2 separate regions of the Zea mays genome follow, and region 2 is linked to region 1. A link is a contact called in public Hi-C data. All regions are on one chromosome and are shown on one strand. Each heading gives the region's core, a stretch centred on a gene start, on an enhancer-like site or on the middle of the called end of the contact. The rest is flanking DNA. Distances are from core to core; before and after follow the strand shown. Region 1 overlaps LOC100275597. Region 2 overlaps LOC100192896.

Region 1 (6,724 bases), core at 3,147-5,646:
ATTACAGTCATTGGTGGCATGGGAAAAAGAATTATGCCACTTACAATAAGCACGCCTCTTTAATTCATCTATAGGAGGGATATTATGAGTTAATTTAATGTTGCCATTTTTAAGTAGCTCATCAAATATCTTATCGCATTTGGCAACATTAAAGGTAAATTTAATCTCTTCTTCCCGATTCTTTTGAACCGGCTGTAAGGAAGAACATGCTGAAGATTTGGCCTTTGTTGGCCAAATAAACTCAGCGGTATATACATCTGTGGATTCATCATCTGAACTATCACGCTCTATTAGATGTATAGTACGGGCGGCCGATTTTGATGTCTCTTTAAATCGGCTTTCACAGGCTAAAGCCTGCTGATGTAGCTGGGCTATCGAAAAGAACTGGGTTCCATCTAATTTGTCTCTTAAGTAGGATAGCAACCCATTAAAAACTAGCCCTGCTAGCTCTTTGTCTGCAACATGGATCCGAAAGCATCGGTTTCTAGTGTCCCAGAACCTCCGGATATAATCATTAACCGATTCTTCGCGTCCTTGTCGGACTGAAGCTAAGTCAGCTAATCCTAATTCATATTCTCCGGCAAAGAAATGTTCATGAAATTTATTTTCTAACTCATTCCAGGAATTAATGGAATTAGGAGGCAGGGCGGCGTACCATGCAAAAGCGGTACCAGTAAGGGATAAAGAAAATAACCGAACACGAAATGCTTCTCCATTAGCCAATTTGCCTAGGTGTGCTAGGAACTGGCCTATGTGTTCGTATGTGCTTCTCCCATTCTCACCAGAAAACTTAGAAAATTCCGGTATCCTTGACCCTTGTGGATATGGGACAGTGTCAAACCGGTGATTATATGGCTTTTGGTATGATTGCCCTACTCTGGCTACATTAACTCCGAACTTATCTCGAAATAGTTCAGTCATCTCTTCCCTAATTTTTTCCATTGCACCCGGTGGTAGACCACCGGATCCTGGGCTGTGGGGCTCATTTGGTCGGGTATTAGTATACCGACCTTCTTGCCGTGACCGATCGATAGTGTTGATCGGTTTGTGATTGTATGGTGCATTATGGTTTAAATATGTAGAGGACGAAATATATTGTTGTTGTGGTGTGTAATAATTTGGTGCATGGTGTGCAACAGCAGGTTCTGCATATGTGTATCCGGTTTGTACGGTGGTACATCCGAACTGGCCGGTCGTGTTCGCAATTATTGGGGCGCCACGCGGTAGTCCTGGTATGGCCCGGATTGTCCGACATAGAAAGCCGAACGGTCCGCGTAAGGGTCGGACGGTCCGGGTAGCAGCTCGGACGGTCCGACCGCGTCCAGGGTCGCCGATCTGCCAAGCAGGGACGGCGGCGGTCCTAGGGCGGCCCCGGACTGCCCGGCAGAGCAAGCCGGATGGTCCGCGTATGGGCCGGATGGTCCGGGCAGAAGCTCGGACAGTCCGACCGTATTCAGGGGCGCCGATCTGCCAAGCAGGGATGGCGGTGGTGGTACTTGCCCTGGATATGAGTTCATCGGCATACCATATAATGGTTGGGGCTGCAAATCCCTATTTGTTGCCGATGTATTAGACATAGATATCCTGTTACTAGTCTCATATGATGGAAAACTAGGAGCAACAGACTTCTCCAACGTATGCGTTAATTTTCTAATTGACTCTTCTAACCCTCCAATCTGTTGTTTCATTTGATTCTGCTGATGATCTACATACTGTTTAATAAATTGGATGTCGTCGGGTTTACTTACGTTGGGGACTTGAAGCGAAGATAGAAGAGATGCGACGTCGGTCTCTCCATGTTTGACAACTTTCTGGTGGCGATCCACCGTGTATTGTGATAAGAATTTCTCCTTCGCTTGACACATGTAGTCCTTGTATTGTTGTTGCTCATCGGTCGTCAGACTTTCAACAGCCGGCTTTAGGATATTGTCCGGGGAGATATCGGTGTGATCTTTAGAACCGACCATTTGAGGGCCTGATTTTTAGTAGATCTAAACACCTTCCCCAGCGGAGTCGCCAAAAGTATGTTGGTGCCTTTTTGGGGCGCCAATCACTCAATACGAATCGTGGCGGTGCTCTCTGCACAGGCGCGGACGGTCCGCGGCCAGGGGCCGGACGGTCCGCGACCTGGAACAGGGGCCTGGGTTCCCTGCCTGACGGCCGGACGGTCCGCGCGTGCGCAGGGGGCGGCGCCTGGATCTCGCTCCCGGGAGGGACCCCATCGGGGAGGAGAGATCCTAGGTGATGTCTAGGCTCGGCAGGCCGACCTAGACTCTTCTAATCGACGTAGAGCCGAAGAGAAGCGGAGAATTTGGGGATTGGAATACTAAACTAGAGCTAAACTAGAGCTACTTCTAATGCATAAGGTAAAAACGAGAAATAGACTTGAGTTAATCGATTGTTGGGGGGTCCAATCGGCCGTAGCCCTTCATCTATATAAAGGGGGAGGTCTGGATCCGCTTCAAACTGATTTCCGAGTTAATCCCGCGGTTTTAGGTAACAAATCCCGCGAGAAACTAGGAACCCTAACTGACTCTGCGCACGCGCGGACCTTCCGCGCCACCACCACGGACTGTCCGGACCGCGGACCGTCCGGCCTCGGGGCCGGACCGTCCGCACTGCTCTTTTTAGCGTTCAACAATGTGCATGTTATTATCGAGCATCATGGCCATTGCGTGTGTATGTGTTGTTACTGTGATAGAATTGTTTATCCTCATAATATGCAATGACTAGTTGTACTTGCTAATCTGTTCTAAAATTGCAGCCTAAACGGCTAAATGTAATTTGACCCAACAAACAATACCATCTAATTGTACTTAGGCCCTATTTGTTTACCTTCTAGATTATATAATCCAGTTTAAATAAGTTGAAAGGTAAACAACACAGATTATTATGTAATCTGTGGATTATATAATCCAAATACCTAGATTATAATAATCCATAAGCAGGTCAATAGGTGCTTATATAATCCATATAATCCTGGAAAGAAACAAACAGAGACTTAGCTTGGACCTGTGGCAGCTTCAATGTACGACAAGTTAAAAATAGCATCATAGCAATTTCAGTTGTGTTCACTTTGGAAGGAAGTAATAATTGTTGTTTATGTTTTCAAAAGAATATCGTATGATTTGTTTTGAGGAAAAAAATCTTGTGGACATTAAATCGATAGAATGGAAGTTTCCCCCTAGACATTACTCCAATATTAGGCCTTTGGTTAGGTTCATTGCCTTTTCCAAAGCAGGTAAACTGATGACAATGCTTGTCTTCCAGGTGAAATTTGTTAATTTTCTGTTTAATAACACATCTATGACATAGTTCGAATTTTTTATATACCTTATGGGTATGGAGAAGGCATTGCTTTAGGCATGAGTTACTGAGTTTCCTTAGCTTTTTGAAGGACTCAGGATTCTATTGCTTTGCCTATTGACTTAAGCTTGTAAGAAATGAAAGAGCACATTTCCTGTAACTGAATTTTGGTGTTTCTGATCGAAGTGGATTCACATGACTAACATTCCAAATCTTACTCAGGCGGCTGTTGAAAGTGAAGAGCAAATTTATTCCCCAGCATTTGGCAACATTGAGGTCCAGGATAGTCGTGGTTGCTGCAGTGGTTTCACAGGCAGTGTAACGAAGTTGCTGTTCATCTTTCATCTGCTTGCTTTCATTGCCCTCACAGCATTCCTAGGCGTCCAGGCCTCTTACCACCAGAACCCTGCCTACAAGCCCTTCTCCAACTTCATCCCTCTGGTATCCTCTGTCATAGTATCCACAATTGCTGCATGCTTCTGGGTTATCCTTGCTGTCACAAACCCGCCAAAAGCCATCAAGACCTCTCTCTGGGCTGCCCCTGTTTCTGCACTTGCTTGTGATGTAGTCATACTTCTTGTTGGCAATACTGCTGCACTTGGCATTGGAGCGCTTGTAGTTGTATTCGCAATTGCAGCAGGATTATACAGTTGTTGGGCCACTGGCCCACGTCTCAAGCATGCCTCTGATATGCTTTCCGTTTCTGTCATCGGTGCACATTTACCGCCTGCTACTTCATGCCTTGTTGTCTATGTCCTTCTTGCAACGTTTGGGTATATGGCCTTCTGGACAGTTGCCATCAGCTGCATTGCTGCTGCAGAAGGGCACTTCATGGACTACCGGATGGCTTATGTGGCAGCACTTCTAGTGAGCATGGCCTGGACAATGCAGGTACTGAGATATATTGTCTATGTGGCAGTGGCAAAACTGGCACATGGACGTCTCACCTATGGAATTCACGTCCTGGGCGGTGCTGTCGAAGCATTCTGTGACACGATATTTGGACCAGCCTTTGGGGACATATGCATGGGTGCAGTGGCTGTGCCGGTGAACTCAGCGGTGCGGGGATTGGCTCGAGCAATGAAAACAGCGGCTGGGGGCAACGACGAGTTCATTTTGTCAGGACAGGGCTGCTGCTTTGCTGTATCAGAGAAGATGCTGGGACGTGCTAACCGTTGGGGTTTTGTGCACGTGGGGGCGCGGGGGAAGGCATTCTGTGTGGCTTCACGGGATGTGTGGTCGCTTTTTGTTCTCCGTGGGATTGCAGAGCTTGTTGATTCAGACCTCACTGGTTCGTTTTGCTTCCTTTCTTCCGTTACATCAGGCGCATTGGCCTCATTGGTTTCTGGATCATGGGCACTAGCCATGGATAAGGATCAGAAGAAACTAGCTTTGCCCATATCCATCTATGCATTCCTGATCGGTTATTATATGGTATTGCACTCAATCTCACTCCTATTTTTCTCTGTTTTTATCACTACTAGTGCAACCCGATTGAACTGGCTATGTACTTTTGTCTAAAGACAGCATACATCTGCTGTTTTCAAAATTTGTATGCCACACCATAATTTTAAGAATATTTAGTCGATACCATCCTAAGGCTTGCATATTATAGTGTGTTTGGAAACTATAAATTAGTCAACAGCAAGCAACCTCCTAGAAATTTTGAATTTACATTGATTTAGGGTGTCAGTGGAATCTAGTAATGTGCCTACCTTTCCACCCTATTGTTCTAGATTCTTCTGCTATGAGGGAGTCAGGGTTACATGAAAATGAGATACCATTATCTTCGACACACAAAAAATGAGATAATGTTATCTATCCACTTGCTTTCATAGATTACCCATTGTGGACGTTGTTTTACTGTTTGTATACGCTTTGCTTCTGATTTCGTTTTCTTGCCTTTCTGTGGCAGTGCCGGATGATGATCGCATGGCCGCAAGCATGTGTGGCTGCGTACCATGTCGCATATGCAGAGAACCCGCAGAACCCTCAGCTGGGCACGCTGATACCAGAACATCTGCGCGAGCTCCAAGCAATGGCTGCAGATCAAGATCGTCCCAGAGTTATCCATTTTTCTGATGACATTGACAATTCATAGATCCTTCCATTCTTTCAGTCTTTTTCCCCCCTGACCCAAGGGGGTAGACACCTCGGCAGCAGACGTAGACACGTCGTTGCAGTCTTCCAGATGCATGATGATGGGTGTTGACTGCTCCTGGGCTGCTTGCTGGTGCAGATGATAGGGTGTGCTCAGTTCTGTAGATATTGGGCAAGTGGATAACTGAGCAAAAGAAGTGGTTAGATGTCGTATAGGTACAGAGTTTAGCAAAGTAAACAAAAATGTAGAATTAAATACATTGTTTTCAGAATTTCCCGGAGGCGTGTTCTTGCCCTCGCACTGACACTGAACGCTGTTGCGATTCCTGTGCCTTTTCATCTGCTTACGAGGTGGCTCTACGTGGCAATTGACATGCATCAGGTTCGAGGATTTTTTTTTGCCAGTAGAAATGTGGAATGCTCGTGGCTTTGCTTGCACTACCAATTTATCTTTTCCTATTCCTAATCATGTTGGAGTTTTTTTTGGCAGTAGGATGCTCGTGCCCAATTCATTTTCCCTATTCCTAATCAAGTTGGAGGAGTTTTTTTTGCCACTAGAATGCTTGTGGTAACAAAAAGAAACATGTAAGGGCTTGTTCGTTTTGTTCTTAATCCATGTGGATTGGGTGGAATTGGATGAGTTTCAATCCCAAATAAGTCAAAATCTTTCATAATTTTTTCCAATCTCATCCAATCCACACAGTATAGGAATAACCGAACAATCCCTAAGCTGGCAAAAATATTCCGTTGCCGGTACTCGAGCCTGGGTGAGCCGAATATATCCTGACCATATAGACTACAGCGGAATGTGCTATCGGGATTTTAAGAGTCATATTTGTTTTATTGTTATTGGTACAGATACACCTCCCCTTCGTACACATGTGTATGGTCAATGTTCAGAAACCCCCTCTTGCTATCTGTTTTTTCAAATACAAAATAAACACAAATCATATATGTGTGTATATATATCCTTAAGAGCTGATTTTGTGATTAAAAAATTAGAGGGAATCCATAAAAAGAGGAAATCCCTTCTATTATCCTCTTCAAATCTCTGGTCACCAAATCAGTCAAACAAACTTTGATATTAGCAAAGTTACCACAAACATCTCACTATGGACGGTGACCTCAATCAGAATACCTTGCCTCACCCAACTAGGACATACGCTTAAGCCGAATAGTTGAATCTCTTTATTTTTAATGGTGCTACTTGCTCATCACACATTAATTTTGGTGCATCATCAATTTTACTTGGTTATTCTTTTTTGATTTAGCTATCATAAAATCTATTTATATTATAATGTGAAATTATCTATCAAAT
Region 2 (6,724 bases), core at 2,598-5,097, 130 kb after region 1:
GGGAGGGGGACTCAGGACACCTGCATGGGGGCGGTGGCTGCTACTGCAGCCCACCATTGAGAGAGAAGGGTAAGGGAGAGAGGATGGCTATCAGCAATGGAGGAGGCGGCTGGTGAGCAGCAACCGGCTGCTGAGGTTTGGGAAGAAAGGGAGGGAGGGAGGAGTGGTGTGGCTTCATACCATATTGGAAACCCCAAACCCTGATTTGGGTTGGGCTGCTATATTAATAGATGGACTAGTATATGGGCTGGGCCTAAGTCCATTACAACTGTAACACACATGTCTAACAGATATGACGGTTGCCTGATATACAAGCGCATTCTATTCTAACATATGATACAAAGAGAAGAGGTAGTTTATGTTGCATCATGTCACAGCCTTGCGGCTCATTTGGTTTTGTTTCCCAGACCTAGCAGATCTTTTACAAATCGTGGAAGCATGCATACTGAAGGAATAACTGAAACTAAAAATAAACAACACAGGTTTTCATTATCTAGCTTTGTAAATGGATAATGTTGTTGACAAGGTAACCTGAATTCATGCGGGTGCTGAGAATGATGCAACTTGCATCTGGAATCTCTATTCATGAATTTTAGAATTAGTGGACAACCACATGCTACAAGCTATTTGTTGTTATGGACACATCCGTGAATCAGTACTCTAATATGAGGCTCATGTCGACAGGCATACAGCTGTGAACACAGTCAGAGCTGATGCAACAGTGACAGCTGAGCAGGTTCAGTGTTCTGTACCTTATTTTGACTTTTTTATTGGTTGTTTCTATTGGTTTATTAACATTTCTTGGTTACTTACATCCTTACTGCAGGTTGATACATTTGATGAAGAACTTAAGAAGCTGGTTGGAATGGGCTTTGAAAAGGTATTTCAAGTTATGTCCGGAATGTCAATTCTTTATTGCACTTAGTACATTTTCCATTTATCCTATCATGATGGTATACTGTTTGATCATTTCCTGGCCGTGGTATGCTAGTTGTGGTATGCTAGAGTTGAAATTCAACATAATCCATAGATCAAAGTTCCTGCACGTGGATAGCTTTTTTCCCATTCACCGTCTCAGCGCCGTCATCTGCAGCGTCGTTGGAGAGGACGTCGTCCACCAGAGAAGAGACGGCAGCTGTTGCTCGTTCACGAGTAGCACGATCCTGAGCCTGGGCCACGCGCTCACGTTCCTCCTATGCAGCACGAAGCTCCTCAGCGCGCTGGAGAGACGTGGCAGCAGTGGCGTGGGTGGGGGAAGCGTGGGGCATCCCAAGGTGAAGAACCTCGGTGCAGGAGGTGTCTGGTGCAGGAGGTGTCTTCGGTCGGCGGCGGGGGAGTGCCAGCCATGGAGCAGCACCGAGCAGATGGGGTGCGCTGATGCGGAAACGGAGAATGGAAAAAGGAACCTAGGTGTCTGATACCATGTAAGTAAAGGAGATCTGGAGGAATTGTATTATATTGAATGAGAGCCGGTAGTAGTACATATATAGGGGAGAAGGCGGCGGCGGCTAAAGGAAACCTATCAGGACTATGGAAACCTGCAGATATGTAGGAATCAATCCTATGACTATGGAAACCTGCATCTCTGCAGGATCCGATTCTCTCCCCTATAATCTCTCTTTCCTAATACATTCCAAAGGCTGGCTGGCTGACATGCCAGGCACAAGCCAATACAATCACATCAGATTTATCTAACACCAACTACCTTTCCACGATAGAACACATGGCCTCAACATGTCCTTAAGGGTCTAGATTGTACGCTCAGATTGCCCATTTGTCTGAGGATGAAAAGCAGAATTGAGTCTCACATCAGTTCCCATAGCACTATGCATACTCTCCTAGAACTTAGAATTAAATTTGGCATCTCTGTCAAAAATGATGGTACGAGGCACTCCATGCAATCTCACAATCTCCCACATGTGAATTGGAACCAAATCACTCACTGGGTTTATATAACGATACAAAATAAAATGTGGTCTTACTCAAACGGTCTATAATAACCCAGATATCATCCATCCCTTTCAGATTATGTGGCAATCCAATCACAAAAACCATGATAATATCATCCCAAGGCCATAATGAAACATTTAGTGATTGCAATTTTTCTGTTGTACACTTATGATCAATCTTGACCTGTTGGCATACTCCACAAGAGGGCCCCTCCACAAGAAGCTACATATTTTGCCACATCTATTTTTATACTCTACAAGAAGCAAATGTAGTGTACCTTGTATCGTGGATGTTATCGGAGTATGTCTTTCTTGACTTGAGCCTTTTGTGGTACACAAAGACGACCATGAAACTGAATAGCTCTAACATCGTCCAAAGCGAAATCACCCACCTTTCCTTCAACAATAAGTTTCTTCACCCTTATAACAACCGATCATGATGTTGTGCCTCCAAAACCCTCTTAGGTATAGTAGATTTCAGAATTACTCTCATCTCTGTCTCAGTTACTCTAAGATAACAATAAGAAATATCTATCTGCTCAAACCTCTCAATCAGATAATTCAACATGAGTGGGATGGACTTGCGACTCAATACATTGGCCACTACGTGTACTTTGCCAGGAGTATAGTGAATAGTAAGATCATAATCCTTTATCAACTCAAGTCATTGTCTCTGCCTCAAATTTTAAGTCCTTTTGGGTGAAAATGTACTTTAGACTTTTATAATTTGTGTAAATATCACAAGACTTGCCATATAGATAATGCCTCCATATCTTTAATGCAAAGACAACTGCAACAAGCTCTAGATCATGCATCGGATAATTCTCCTCATGCTTCCTAAACTGTGTTGACACATAGGAAATCACCTTTCCATCCTACATAAGAACACCCAAGTGAAAGTAGCAGGCCGTTTCAACAAACTGGGATGAACCGGTGCAGACTTGTTCAACCGCTATTAGGATGGTTGAACCGTCCTGAACCGGTTCAACCGTTCAACTTTTAAACGAGGTATAAAACTAAATTGATCTCTAGAATCACTAAATAAACTTCACGTATGTGGTGTCCTTGGTGTTTCTTAGGGTTGTATGAAGTAGATCTGAGAGGGAAACTTCTCAAATCCTATACACCACAAATATTTGGGCAGATCTTTGCACGAGATGGTGAGAATATGAAGAACAAACAATAGATACAAAAGTCAAGCACACGATGACACACGAGATTTACTCCAAGGCTCGGTCACACCACTTAGGTGCCCTACTTTCTCAAAGAGGAGCCCACAAAGAGCCGTATCTTTTTCAATCCTAATCCTCACTTCACCGACCACAATGTTCTAGGTGAAGTCACTTGAGTTGCTCAAAGAGTGGGTAATACAAACTTCTTGAGGTCTTCCACAAGATTGGAGACTCTCAAGTGACGCCTAGCCGTCTAGGAGCTCGAAGCTCCAAGAGTAATGAATCCACAAAATATTGATGTTACCCCAAAGCTCAAAGCAAGATAGATTTAGGAGAATCAGACAGAGAAGCTCCACGACCCATAGATCTTAACCTCACACCGAGATTCGCTCAAGATTTGAAGTGAATGGGTCTCAAGGTGGGAGAGAGATCAGGGAGGAGTAAATGATCTTGGGTGTGTTTGTCTTAGGTTAGGTTTGAAATAAATTCGTGCTATCTGTGGTTGGAGAGAGGAATGAGTGAGTATATATATGTGTGGTGTCTAGATCTAGCCGTTTGAGAGGGTCTGCGAGATATGCGGTTGAACTACATAAAGGACCGGTCCAACCGCTTCTCAGTAGATAGAAAAGCGGTTGAGCTGAGCGGTTGAATCGCCCACTTCAACCATTGTAGGACCGGTTGAAGCACACCCAGGGCAGGTTCAACCGTCCTTCACCGGAGTGGTTCTCGGGGCAGGACCCGTTGAACCGCCCTCCATCAGAGAAGACCTCGGTTGAAGTTTGCTTTGAACAGGTTGAACTGCATACTTCACCTATAGTTGAGCAGAGACAAAATGTGATGTTTTGAAGCAAGTATTTTGAGCTTTAGTGCAAGTACCAATACTCATTTGTGGATCCCTCTTGATAGTATGACGATTCCTAAAACCCAATGACACAAAAATTAAAGCATGGTCATTTAGAATCTAGAGTGTTGGGTCAAATCCTCTGTAGAACTGTGTGATTCCACACAGAGATTTGCTTCTATTTGTCGTTCGACTTGATTCAAAGCATTCCTAGTGTAGCAAACTGAACACATACTTCAAGTAAACTTGTTAGAACTTTTAATTTGTTTTGTCATTCAATTACCGAAACCCTCAATAGGTTGATTGCACTTACCCCAAGACCTACTTGGGAGGGATCAGAATATACATTAAAGCGCTTACCCACCTCTAGAAGGGTACGGACTGGACCAAACATCAATATCTCCTTCAATTTTTAAAGGCTTCGCTCACACTTTATTCGTCCGTTTGAACTTTCACATTATTGTGGGTGAGCTTAGACAAGGTATTAGCAATAATAGAAAAAATCTTCACAAATCTCCGATAATACCTAGCCATGCCCAGGAAGCTTCTCACCTCTTTGACATTAGATGACCTTTGCCACTCCATTACCGTGGAAGCCTTGTTTAGATCCACAGAGGTGCCCTCATTGATAACATGGCCTAAAAAACCAACTCGTAAAAGACAAAACTCACACCTTTTCAATTTAGCATAAAACATGCTATCACACAATGTTTGGAGTACCATCCCAAAATTTTGCTCATGCTCTTCCTTAGTGTTTGAGAAAATCAACATGTCATCAATGAATACCACCACAAATTGGCCCAAATTATAAAACATTTTTTTCATGGTTTTCATGAAATAGGGAGGTGCATTAATCAACCTGAACAACATAACTCTAAAGTCACAATGCTCATACATCATTGCAAATACAGTCATTTCAATATCCTCTTCCGGTCTTCCCTCACTGGGATTTGGTTATAACAACCTTGGAGGTCGATCTTTGAAATCACTTTAGCACCCTTGAGACAGTCAAATAACTCATCAATGTGAGACAATGGATATTTATTCTTGATAGCCGCTGCGTTCAACCCAGACACATTGCGTATATAAACTTCGTGGACAAATGATCATTCAATTGTTTCCTCAACTCTTCTTAAAAGAGCGAGACAACTGATGTGGTGCAAAAGAGATAGGTCTGGTGCCAGGTATTATATCAACACTAAACTTCACCTCACACTTGGGTGGCATTCCAGGAAACTCATGGAAAGACATTAGGATAGCCCCGATCCATAGGAATTCCCTCATCCAATAACTTGGCAGACTGTTCATCTAAGGTATACAGAAATCCAGTTTTTATCGCACGACTACTGGGAAACAACTCAGCCATAATGGAGAATCTGAAGTACTGCCTTGAAAAATTAATGTGTGCCCCGACCCCCGAGGAAGTCTCCAAAGCAACTGTTTTTTAAAAGCATGATATATTAGCTTGATGTCGATGTAACCAATCCATGCCAAGGATGACATTGGAGATCGACAGTAGGATCTCCATTAAATTTGCCACAAAATCATCCCCACTAAGGCCTAGTTTGGATACTCTAGTAACGAGTGGGATTGAAGTGGATTGAGATGTATTGAGAGAGTATTTGATCTATTGGGGATTTACAACCTCTTCAATCCCTCCAAAACACTCTAATCCTAGAGTATCCAAACTAGGCCTAATAGTAATCACACAACCTGGCATACAACTAAACTATATATCAAACGACCTGGAGAGTTGAGGTCGGGGTGTTACAGTCATCCATGTTCTCATCATCTGTTTGAACACTAGGTATAACATTGTTGTAAGATCCGCAACAAAATGCTTCACAAATACAAAAAATAGCCTATTTGCACTGTTGGGTATTTGTGTTTACCTGGTGCTGAATTTTTCAGAGGTTTCAGGGAAGTGCATTAGGGGATACACATGCCAGGTTATACTAATGTTAGAAGGAAAAGATCACACCTTAATAGTCACATGTTTTTTTTAAGAGCCCACAGTCCATTCGGTTTTTCATCCATGTACAATGTACCTGGTTATGCTTATGTTGTGCGAATATGCTATGGCTGTCAACTACCTCACTGATGAATTGATCATATTGCTTCAGACTCAGGCTGAAGTTGCTCTTGCTGCAGCTGATGGGGATCCAAATGTTGCCATTGAGATTCTGATGAGTCAGCAGGTTTGTATAGTTAAATTTGAGCTAATTAATTGTTGGTAAACAGTTGATGTTCCAACTACTAATATAATTTTGTTCCTCTTGACTTTAATTTGTATTTTTTTTCATTCCTATGACTTCAAATCTAGGGTTGAAGTTTGACCATAAAGTACAAATTGAAAGGAAGCACGGTATCGAGCCATTTTTTGTTCTTACAAAGGTTCAAAAAGTAGGCTGTGGTTTGGGGAGTCTGAAAAAGGATGGCTGCAATCTTGTTTATACCGGGGGTGCAGAAACAACGTGCAGCCTAATTGCAATTCTCAAGGCTTTATGTAAGGTAGAAAGTAACGTTGGATGTTCTGTTAAATACGAACAATCAGAAAATGCTGAATTTAGTCTGAAAATAGCCAGTGTGTTTGTTTTAGCTTGCAGATTATTACAATCTACAAGCCAGGGGAAACTAGATTATTGGGCTGTAACAATAAGACTTTGACGTTGGGACTGGTTCCCTTTTGAGATTGTGGATCCGTCCTGCGTTGAGACCTTTTTAGCGGCCTATGAATTTTCACATGGGAAAAATCTGCAAAA

What was found. Hi-C and Micro-C count contacts between places; a contact is called where the count stands out from the background.
Region 2: a Hi-C map of leaf shows a contact between it and region 1, with 5 times the contacts expected there. The contact joins two enhancer-like sites. A contact is called at or near these places in 11 of 25 Hi-C or Micro-C datasets (ear, leaf, root tip and 3 more) and 2 of 3 datasets of contacts at active chromatin or transcription factors (leaf and seedling).

Annotation. Positions count from the first base shown.
Region 1 is chr1:266,364,210-266,370,933 of Zm-B73-REFERENCE-NAM-5.0, forward strand. LOC100275597 reads left to right here. Exons shown (of 3, transcript NM_001149647.1): 2 at 3,529-4,740; 3 at 5,222-5,745. The coding sequence ends at 5,407. Among protein-coding and RNA genes, the nearest start is that of LOC103643790, 5.0 kb to the right of the region's middle. Within about 2 kb of position 4,397, at least 2 of the 20 cell types and tissues checked have an H3K27ac peak or open chromatin away from gene starts, as enhancers often do.
Region 2 is chr1:266,495,519-266,502,242 of Zm-B73-REFERENCE-NAM-5.0, forward strand. It overlaps LOC100192896, which reads left to right. Exons shown (of 13, transcript NM_001366970.1): 10 at 685-736; 11 at 827-880; 12 at 6,086-6,160; 13 at 6,286-6,692. The coding sequence ends at 6,291. Among protein-coding and RNA genes, the nearest start is that of LOC100192896, 21 kb to the left of the region's middle. Within about 2 kb of position 3,848, at least 2 of the 20 cell types and tissues checked have an H3K27ac peak or open chromatin away from gene starts, as enhancers often do.